3 separate regions of the Mus musculus genome follow, and all the other regions are linked to region 2. A link is a contact called in public Hi-C and HiChIP or PLAC-seq data. All regions are on one chromosome and are shown on one strand. Each heading gives the region's core, a stretch centred on a gene start, on an enhancer-like site or on the middle of the called end of the contact. The rest is flanking DNA. Distances are from core to core; before and after follow the strand shown.

Region 1 (3,097 bases), core at 109-2,608, 67 kb after region 2:
AAATGTTATATGTGTACCTGCTTAACAGAGGAGAAAAACACCATCGAAACATTTTTAGATTTTTTTTTTTCTCACAAAGCTGGGCTTGTTAACAAACCAGTAGTGACTGAGATGCATAGCTTCCTCAAGTATGATGAAGGAAATTTCATTTTGCTTAAATATTAGCAGGGTATTCTTTTCAATATATATCAATAGTATGGAAAAATAAAAAAAATGACTTCTTTAGTGAAGTATAAAATATTTGATAATTACAATTTGGAGAATAGTCCTTTTTCTTTCTTTTTAAATGATTATGAGGTTATTTAAATTAGAAATTGCTACCTAAATAGGTGGAAGGCACGGCCAGACCCCATTTTACTTGTAAATGACTCATGGGCTATAAGCACTGGCTGGTATTTCCATTCTTCTGTTTGGAAAGGAGTTACTTTCCAAGGCTCCACAGCCACAGATAAATGGGGCAGCATTGTGCACGGCTGGCAATAAGTTACAATTTTGTTGCTGTCACAATTTATGTGGAAACACAGGGTCTCCAAACAGCTGACCTCACAAATACCTTGTTTATGATGGTTTTCATGAGTCTCTCTACTGGGCTTGAGTCAGTATAAATTTCGTAAAATGACTGTGCCTCACTTTCTGCTTCTCTGATAAATACACTGTTCTGTCTCTATCAAACTCACCAGGCTGCAGAGACAGCCAAGCGTAAATGCTGCTATAGGACTCCAAAGGTGATAAAGAGCCCCATTCTAGGGCCCAGGTAAATAAAATCACCATCACCATTTTTGAATTGCTTGTCCAATAAGACCTAGCAGATTATAAATTGCATGAATGCACAGTATTGATTTTTATAGGAAGGAAAAGTGGTGCCTCAGAAGTGTTATGTATAAATAGTTTACAGCAATTCCTTGCCATATTTTGCAATGATGACTCCAGCTTTTGCAGGGAAATGACTACGTGAATGGCCACTGGGGACAATAACTCCTCCACCAGTCACCACCCCTCATCCTGGGACCCACTAAGGCTTTTAAACACTAACCATTCATAAATGTTAGTTCTAACAAAAGGCTTAAAGACTTGAAGAAAGATGCAGACTATGCTTCGAGACTTCATTTTCAGATCATTCAAATGAGAGCCAACACAGTCAGACATGGAGTAAACCAAACAGCTGATTTTTTTTTTTTTTTTTTTTTTTTTGTCTTATGGCTATTTTACTTTATAACTTGTGTGGCCCTCATCACATAAAATGACGTTGAAGGAAAACTGAGCGTTTGAGTACTCGTGAAGACCAAGAGTATACCTTACGGTAAATCAGCACAAGAACTTGCAGTGAAATGGAAACTCAACACCGATACTGTGTGGTTTTAGCACAGCCTGCACTTTCCAACATCAAGGGCACGTTGCAGTCCAAGGCCGTGGCTGTGTTTGCCACATCATTTCAGAGCCGTAAAGATTCTAGTTTACCTGTTGCAACTGTTAAGGGGGAGCCTGTTCGAGGCGGAGTGGCTGGTACAGTTTTTGGAGGCAGAGGTGGAGGTGCTATAAAGAGAGAATAACATGTCAGTGATCGCATTCTTCCAAAATTATACAACAAAGTAAAAGACACATGATTTGGGCTTTTATCTATACCCTTAGTCTTGGAAATGGGCTAGTCATGATCTAAATGTTAAAAAATGGCAACAGCAAGTGTGTTGGCTAATTTATGTCAACTAGATATAAGCCAGAATCATTGGAGAAGAGAAGAGGAAACTCAATTGAAAAAAATGGCTCCATAAGATAGGGTTGCAGGCAAGCATGTAAAGTTTGGTTTGGTTTGTTTTTTAAATCAGTAACTGTTATGCAAAGGCCCAGTCCATTGTGGGTAGGGCCACCCCTGAGCTGGTGGTCCTGGGTGTTACAAGAAAGCAGGCAGAGCAAGCCATGGGAAGCAAGCCAGTAAGCAGTGCCCCTGGCCTCTTACATCAGCTCCTGCCTCCAGATTTCCACCCTGTTTGAGTTCCTTCCATGGCTTCTCTCAGTGGAAGGTGATTCAGGACTTGTAAGCCAAATTAACTCTTTCCTTCCAGGTTGCCTTTGGTCATAGTGCTTCATCGAAGCAGTGATGACCCTGACTAGGACACCAAGAGACAGAATACAGTATACAGACTCCTCCATCCTATGCCCATAGTTCTTCAAACGGCCCTAAACAACATTGACAACATTTTATTCATTTAACAAACATCACGCCACGGTTATGTTCAATTCCTTTACTAAGAGCCAGGGCACTGTGCTGAGTAAACCCTCAGGAGGAATTGTGACTGAACATGAATCCTGGTCACACAGAACTCCAGTGCAGGGCGTGGTCAGGGAAACAGTACTGGTCCCAAGGGGGCTCCACAGAGGACGTTATATCCAGGCTCTATACAGTGTATCTGACAGACTTTGCAGCACTATGCTTTAGCAATCTTGTTTGTTTGTTTGTTTTTTGTTTTTTCGAGACAGGGTTTCTCTGTGTAGCCCTGGCTGTCCTGGAACTCACTTTGTAGACCAGGCTGGCCTCCAACTCAGAAATCTGCCTGCCTCCGCCTCCCAAGTGCTGGGATTAAAAGGCATGCACCACCACTGCCTGGAGCTTCAACAATCTTAGTATGTCTTAGAAAGTGAGGAATTGAGTCATGGCTCAAAGAATAAATATCAATTATAAATATTCCCAGTAGTTACTCTTATGGAATAAAACCTCAGGATTAAAAAAAGCAGAACCTTTTGGCCCCTATCAAAAGATTCATCCCTTTGAACAGCGTTTCTCATTTTGTAGATAAAATTTAGGAATTCTTCTTCCAACAGGTAAATGTTCTTTTCTTTTTTCTTTAAATATACATTATTTTCTCTATATGTTTGGTAGATTCAAGAGTTCACACAATTGTCATAAGCTCTCCCCAACTTCACCCAAGTGTAGACTCATCTTTCATATCTTAAGATCAGAATAATCCAGGTGGGCCCAAAGGTAGGAAGCCCTGATGAGTCCTCTGCACCCTTTGCATCCAGGAAGAGGTCTTCCTGACATTCCTCCCCTCTTCACTCCCAGCACTATTTTATACATAAATGCTTCATATATGCTTCAAGA
Region 2 (3,185 bases), core at 393-2,892:
GTATGTCTGTGTGAGTCATGCGAACTCTTGGTGCCCACAGAGGCCAGAAGAGGGTGTCAGATCACTTGGGGCTGTGAGCTGCCTTATAGGTGCTGGGAAGCAAACCCTGGTTCTTTGAAAGAGCAGCCAGTGTTTCTTGCACTGAGTTATCCCTCTAGCCCCTTGGTACAGTTTTTAGAAATTGAGGAGTTCCTATATTTTAAAAGCATGGGCTTATCAATGAAGTCCAGAACACTGGCTTACACAAAGAGGCTCGAGGCATTTGTATTGCTAAAGACAAGCACGTGATCTGCTTATTAAATGCATTTAAGCTTTCAACTGCAGGCATAAATACAATAAACATATTGGCTACATGTCCCAACACTACAAGTGGATGAAGTCCAGTTCTGTGATCCAACCTGCCGAGCTAATCCTTTCCGACACCTAGTCTCATTGCCTAGAGAATGCTGCAGTCAATCTTATCTTAATTAATTGAGACAGTGTCTTGCTGTGCAGTGCTGACTGGCTTGGGGTTTGCTCGGTAGACGAGGCTGGCCTCCAACTCTCTGTGATCCTCCCCACCTTTGTTCCTCAAGTACTGGCATCAGGCATGTGCTGAGAATCTGATCTAAAAACTGGTGTAAGCATTCAACAAACACATTCACAGTAGGGGAAAAGAGAAAAGAGAAGTATATCTTATATAAAGGTATTTTAAAATCAAAATATGTATAGTTTCATGTAAAAATCCAGGCTGTGCTTGGAAGTACATGAGCTACTTTTGAGGACAGAATTGTATTCAGGTTTCTTGAAATAAGAGTTACTGTTGAGAACAAACATAAATTCCTGGGCTTTGTAACTGGTGGCCACCCATGTCCATAAGAGGGCCTTCAGGAAGGATGGGGAAGCGCGTCATTAAAGTCATGTGCTGCCCTCTAGTGGATAGATAGACATTGCAGTGCACAGAGAAAAGAAGGCTATAGGTTCTGTGGGTTTTTTTGTTTTTGTTTTTTTTTAATTTTTAAAAAAGCTTTTAAACAAAAATTTATGGCCTATGATGTGTCAGAGTCCAGAGTGATGGTCACACAAAAGATGCATTTAAAATTAAATATGCTCCTGGAATATGATATATAGAGAAAGATACAATATACAGAGACTTGCTTAACTGGGGACTAAGACTATCTATGGATTTTTTTTCCCCTTCTGATTATGTTTAAAACCTAAAGCATGCCAGCTCATTTCCTAGCAGTAAATGGTGCGTCTTTGTGGAAGTCATGCAGTTTCATGATATCTTATCCCAATTGGCCTATCTTTTTAGAAGGCTATAGTGGAAACAGAAGTTGAAAACCTTCACAAATTAAAGAAATGAGAAAACAGTAGAAGGTATCGTCTTGTGGGAAGCTTTTTTTTTTTCCCCAAGAGTAAGGGTGTTTTTCGAAGGACACAGAATATACCTACCTCCCATGAACAGTCAAGCCCTGGACTGACAGATGTAAAACCTAGCACAGGAGACTGGCAGAACAATCATAGGTGTGGGTAAAAGCGCAGGGCCAGCTCTTGACGTGGTGGGCTACTGTTCATCTGAGAGGAACGGAACTGATGGTCAAGGCCAGACGATAGACATCTCCTGCAGGGCCTGAAGGAGGCATGGTTTCAAAGCCACACTGCAATCAGGAGAGGTGATGCTGGATGTGTTTGAGGCCTGGCTATGTCACATGACTGTGACGTCATTAACGAGGGGTGTGGCCAGCCCTGCCATATTTCCAGTGCAGAGGAAACCCTTACTCTCCTCCTTGTTCTTCCTTCCTTCTTCTCCCTTCCTTTCGTTTTTGGAATAGATGCAAATGGACTTTTTCAATAAGAAAGCTAAAATAAAGCTTGCTTTGTACCAAACACTTGAATAAACACTTTTCCTAGGTTGTAAATTCATCTTACAAGTCACTCCGGACTTACTATATAATGGACTTGTAAGCAGAATTTATTTTAGAGCAAAAAAGACTTAATTACTTAAGAATTCACATAATGCAATAATAACTGCTCACTCACTGATCAAAATAGTCCATGAAGGACAGTTTTGTGCGCAGGTGCTGTTCTGTCTTTGAGATGTCATACTAGGAGATATGAAAGGAATTAAGCTGTCTGCCTCTACAGAACTTAATGTTTTATTTTTATTTTATTTATTTATATATTATTAATGTCCAGATGATGTGTGCACTAAACAGCTGGATCTATTTTTATTCTCACTGCCCTCAGCAATGTTTGCTATTCTGTCTGCCAGCATTTTGCTATCAGCACGGGTGTAGAAGACACCTTGCTCTAAGTTACGCATCTCTGGTTTTCCAGTGTGCTTGTGTAGCTCTTCTTACTCTGCTTGGCCTTTAGACTCCCCTTGTGGGCACTGCCATCTCCTCTGACTCTATTTAAAACTGGCTTCCCCTTTTATTGTTAACATGCAACGCTATACCTGTGGATAGATATTCTAGCAGTTCTCTAACTATATTATTATATACGTTGTGAAAATACTTCATTTTGTTGATGTTCTACTTACCAAAAAAGTTTTAGTTTTCTTTTGTGGTTTATGTTTTCGTGTTGGGATTCGTAGTGTGTAATTACGACCCCAACGCTTGGGAGGCTGAGGTGGAGGCGTATGGATTCAAGATTCAAGGAGAGGATGGGGCGGTGGCAGCAGTGCTGGTGGTCTGTAGTGCGTGGGGGCGGGGCTTCCTTACTCGCAGTCCAGACAGGCTCTCCTATGCTTTTTTCTACCTGCTTTACGCTTTCCAGCTTCCCATTCTCTGCCTTCCTTCTGGACTATGCCTGTGTAAATGGTACCAGGTACCAGACCTGCTTCCTCTCTAAAACCATCTGTCAGACACAAGAACTAAAAGCCCTCAAAAATCCAAGGCTATAGTGGCTCTTTTCTCAGAGCTAAGGGGGCAGTTGTGAGGATTACTGAAAATTCCAGGCCAGTCTGATCAACATATTGAGTTACAAGCTAGCTTGTCTTAAACAAACAAACAAACAACAAACAACAAACAAAAACAAAAACCCCCATCATTTCCCCATTTATGGAAATAACTTTAGGTAAAATAGAATTTCCTCTATTCAATATATATATTTTGTCTGAGAAGCACATCGAGGCTGTCACATTTTCCTGTGGTTTCACTTGGAAAGTGACATTTTATCTTCTCCAAGTCTCTCTCTCACTC
Region 3 (3,497 bases), core at 412-2,911, 110 kb before region 2:
ACTGGAGTAAAGATGGCCCCTTTAGAAAGTCCTGGGGAAACTGGATAGCTGTGTTTAGAAGAATGGATAAAGTCACCCTGGACAAAGCTAAACTCCAGATGGATCGATGAACTCAACATAAGACCTGAAACGATAGAGGAAAAGAGAAGAGAGCTTACGTCAGGATTCAGGCATAGGACACTCTGGACAGCATTACGACCATTCAAGAAATGAGACAAAAAGCAACAAATGGTATCTCATGGTGTGCAGCAAAGGAAATTGTCAAGCAGGTGAAGCGGCAGCAATAGAAAGGGAGAAAATCTTTGCCAAATAGACATCCAGTGTATGCAAAGAACTCACAAATCTTATTATCATGAAAACAGCCCAAGCTAAACAATGGAGTGGGTGTGTAGCACTGAACAGATTAAAAAAAAATGGGAGGTTTTTTTTTGGAGATTTTAATTTCTGTTTTAATCTCACTAGTTTTCACTCATCACATGTTTTGTTTAATTTTTGGTCTTTTTGTTGTTGTTATGGAAGACACCCACTACTCTTGGACTAGTATTAATTTGTGGCTTTCCATCTACTAATATTTGTTTTATGAAATTGGGTGCATTTGTGCTCAGGGAATCCTAGTGGCCTGAAGGATGGTTTCCTTAGCACCCACACAGTGTCTACCTCTATTACCTCTTGGTAATTTTGGTGTGAAGTCTATCAGAACAGCAACATCTGTTTGTTTCCTAAGTCCATTTTCTGTCTACACCTTGGGATGTTGAAGTGTCACATCTTTTTACATCTCTTTTATGCTTAGCCGTGTTTCTTGGAGGCAGCAAATAGACAACCCCTGCTCTTTAATCCATTCTGCTGGTCTGTGCATTTAATTGGGGGAATTGAAGCTGAAAGATGTTCACCCTTCCCGCCATCTTGCTGGTTTTGCAATGTTTAGGTCCCTCCCCCACTTCTCTTCCTTAACTCTTATTCTAACATGATTCTTCCCCCGATGGCCTTGTGGATGGATTTGTTTTTCTCTCAGTCCAAAGGATTCCTTTATGGATTTTTGTGTAAAACTAGCATACTAATCATAAATTCCGTTCATCAGGTTTTCTTTTTGTGGGGGTGAGATGAGGATATTTTTTCTTCAATTGTAGCAGGCCCTATTGTATGTGTTCTGTTTCAGAGCATGAAACACATCTGTCTAGCCCTTCTTACCTTTAACTCTCAGATAACTTGCTGTCACTCTGATGGGCCTGCGTGATGTGCATGTGGCTGCAAGTTTCTCTCTTGCTGCTTTTAATATCCTGGTGGCACCTACCTTCCCTATACTTCTGTGTGTTTCATGTTTTAGTCTCGATGCAATGAGAAGACACTCTTTTATGTCTCATTTGTTTAGTGACTTAAAGGCCTCCAGTATCTGGATTGGCATCTCTTGACTTTGAACATTGTTTCCATTGATCCTTTAAAAAGTGTTTTCCATGCTTTTGGAACTAAATTCTTCTCTGTCTTCTATGCCCATCAGCCACACATTTGCCTTTTCTGAAATGCCTATTCCAGTGTATTCCAGAATTCTCGATGTTGTAGCCTGGGCTCCCTCACCTTGCCTTCAAGTTCAGTGTTCTGTTATCTCCTTGATTCACACTATTGATGAGACTTCCCCCAGAGCTTTTGACTTGACTCATTGTTTCTCATTTCTAGAATTTTAGGTTGGTTTTTCCTCGGTATTTCTAGCTCTTTGTTGAAGCCCCATTTCACATCCTGCAGCATCTTCCTTATTTCATTCATCTGTGTTCTCAGTCAGGACCTTATTTGAACGTACAGACTTTCTCTTACGCTCCGCTGCAGGGATTTTACCTGACCCACCCTCATGAGATACCATTGCTATAGAGTTTGTAACTTTTGGATGGGTTGTATCATGCTGACTACTTCCTTGGGGCTTACATATCTGCTGTTACTTATCAGCCACCTTTTTTCCCCCCAGTTAAAGTATTTGCTATGTTCTCATGGACAAACAAGTAACAACAACAAAAAAGAAGCAAATTGGGAGGGGATAGGATGAGAGAAAGGAGAGAGGGACGTATACAATGTCGCTGAGCAATATAGTGAAGAATGTCTTAGAAGAAACTGGGTGAAGACACATAAGCAATAGTCCTAAGACCTGAGCAACACACAAACAAAGGCAAAACAATCAGGAGACATTATCTGTAAGACTGGAAAGAATTAAGACAATTAAAAAGGTGAACATTTTAGTTATTTTTCTCTTGCTTTGTTAAATCACCATAACCAAGGCAACTTATTAAAAAAATTTGGGGGGGGGGCTTATGGCTTCAGAAGGTGTCAGAGTGAAGGAAGAACTTAGAGCTCACATCTTGATCTACAGCCTTGAGGCAGAGAGCAAGCACTGGAAAACACAGTGAAACCTTACTGTCTGCACCTGGTGACGCACCTCCAACAATCCTTCCCAAGAGTTCTACCAACTGGGGACCATGTATTCAAACACAAGCTGTGGGGCCATTCTCATTCAGACTGTCAGAGTACATGTAGAGTGAACTGCTGACACAGCCAGGCTGAACTGAGGTTCTTGGGTCCCTCCAGCTGTAGTAGGCTCTACTTGGTACTGTGTGGAAAGCACTTTTTTCAAACCTATACTTCTAGTATTGCATAGTCCAAAATATTAATAAGTAAAGTATCATTTTGCCATTCTGACTTCTGTGTGTTTTATCATTAGAGTGTATTATGACTCTTTAAAACTGTAATATATATGTGTATATATATATGTATATATAAATATATTTATACACACACACACACACATACATATATATATATATATATATATATATACATATATATATAAAGCTTTTTGTGACTGGGGATGATGGTGCTTGTCTTTAATCCCAGCAGTCAGGAGGCAGGGACAGGTGGATCCCTGAGTTCAAGGCTAACCTAGAGTAAGTTCTAGACACCCAGAGCTACGCAGAGAGACTGTCTTGAAAAACAAAAACCAACCACCCAAACAAACAAACAAACAGAAAAAGAATTAATTAAAAAGTTTGTTGTCGGGCTGGAAAGATGATGGGTCAGCAGTTAAGAAAAAACATTCACTGCCTTCCAGAGGTCCTGAGTTTAATTCCCAGCAACCACATGGTGGCTCACAGCCATCTGTAATGGGATCTGATGCCCTCTTCTGGTGTGTCTGAAGAGATCAACAGTGAACTCACATAAATAAATAAATAAATAAATAAATAAATAAATAAATAAATCTTTAAAAAGTTTGCCATCATGCTGGCAGTTTCTATATGCATCTTGCCTCTTAATTACATTAACGGGCCATATCAAGTGACTGGCTATCCTATCTAGGTCTCTTTCTGTAATGTACTGTATGTTATTCAAACAGTGACAAAAATATACTAACATCCTCAGATCGCATTGCCTCTGTATTTACTACTAATACACAGGCATGTGAGCACAATTTTCAACAGATATGTGGCTAGTTACATGTGAAGTATAACATTTTGAATCAT

Evidence for each region. A called contact is a pair of places that touch in the nucleus more often than the background predicts. HiChIP or PLAC-seq counts read pairs in DNA pulled down with a chosen protein or histone mark.
Region 1: a Hi-C map of Th1 cells shows a contact between it and region 2, with 2.7 times the contacts expected there. The contact joins the enhancer-like site here to the promoter of Tctex1d1 in region 2. A contact is called at or near these places in 2 of 39 promoter capture datasets (liver and pre-B cells), 1 of 15 datasets of contacts at CTCF or cohesin (CD8 T cells), 18 of 484 Hi-C or Micro-C datasets (DN3 thymocytes, ECoMG myeloid progenitors, the HPC-5 cell line and 13 more), 2 of 115 datasets of contacts at active chromatin or transcription factors (CD8 T cells and bone marrow-derived dendritic cells) and 4 of 9 other capture datasets (adipose tissue, liver, macrophages and 1 more).
Region 3: a contact with region 2 is called in a BATF HiChIP or PLAC-seq map of CD8 T cells, with 14 read pairs. The contact joins the enhancer-like site here to the promoter of Tctex1d1 in region 2. A contact is called at or near these places in 4 of 39 promoter capture datasets (HPC-7-derived erythroid cells, cranial neural crest, maxillary cranial neural crest and 1 more), 1 of 15 datasets of contacts at CTCF or cohesin (CD8 T cells), 6 of 484 Hi-C or Micro-C datasets (the HPC-7 cell line, Th1 cells, adipose-derived mesenchymal stem cells and 3 more), 4 of 115 datasets of contacts at active chromatin or transcription factors (CD8 T cells, Th17 cells, effector CD8 T cells and 1 more) and 4 of 9 other capture datasets (adipose tissue, liver, macrophages and 1 more).

The regions. Positions count from the first base shown.
Region 1 is chr4:102,917,217-102,920,313 of GRCm38.p6, reverse strand. Sgip1 (SH3-domain GRB2-like (endophilin) interacting protein 1) reads right to left here. Exons shown (of 26, transcript NM_001285852.1): 15 at 1,459-1,533. Among named protein-coding and RNA genes, the nearest start is that of Tctex1d1, 68 kb to the left of the region's middle. Within about 2 kb of position 1,358, at least 4 of the 459 cell types and tissues checked have an H3K27ac peak or open chromatin away from gene starts, as enhancers often do. A contact at or near this core is called in Th1 cells, where this site is marked.
Region 2 is chr4:102,984,836-102,988,020 of GRCm38.p6, reverse strand. It overlaps Tctex1d1 (Tctex1 domain containing 1), which reads right to left and starts at 1,642. Exons shown (of 5, transcript NM_001163767.1): 1 at 1,435-1,642. The region is part of intron 1 of Gm12709 (predicted gene 12709); the gene reads left to right.
Region 3 is chr4:103,096,910-103,100,406 of GRCm38.p6, reverse strand. All of the region lies in intron 2 of Wdr78 (WD repeat domain 78), which reads left to right. Among named protein-coding and RNA genes, the nearest start is that of Wdr78, 16 kb to the left of the region's middle. Within about 2 kb of position 1,661, at least 4 of the 459 cell types and tissues checked have an H3K27ac peak or open chromatin away from gene starts, as enhancers often do. A contact at or near this core is called in CD8 T cells and Th17 cells, where this site is marked.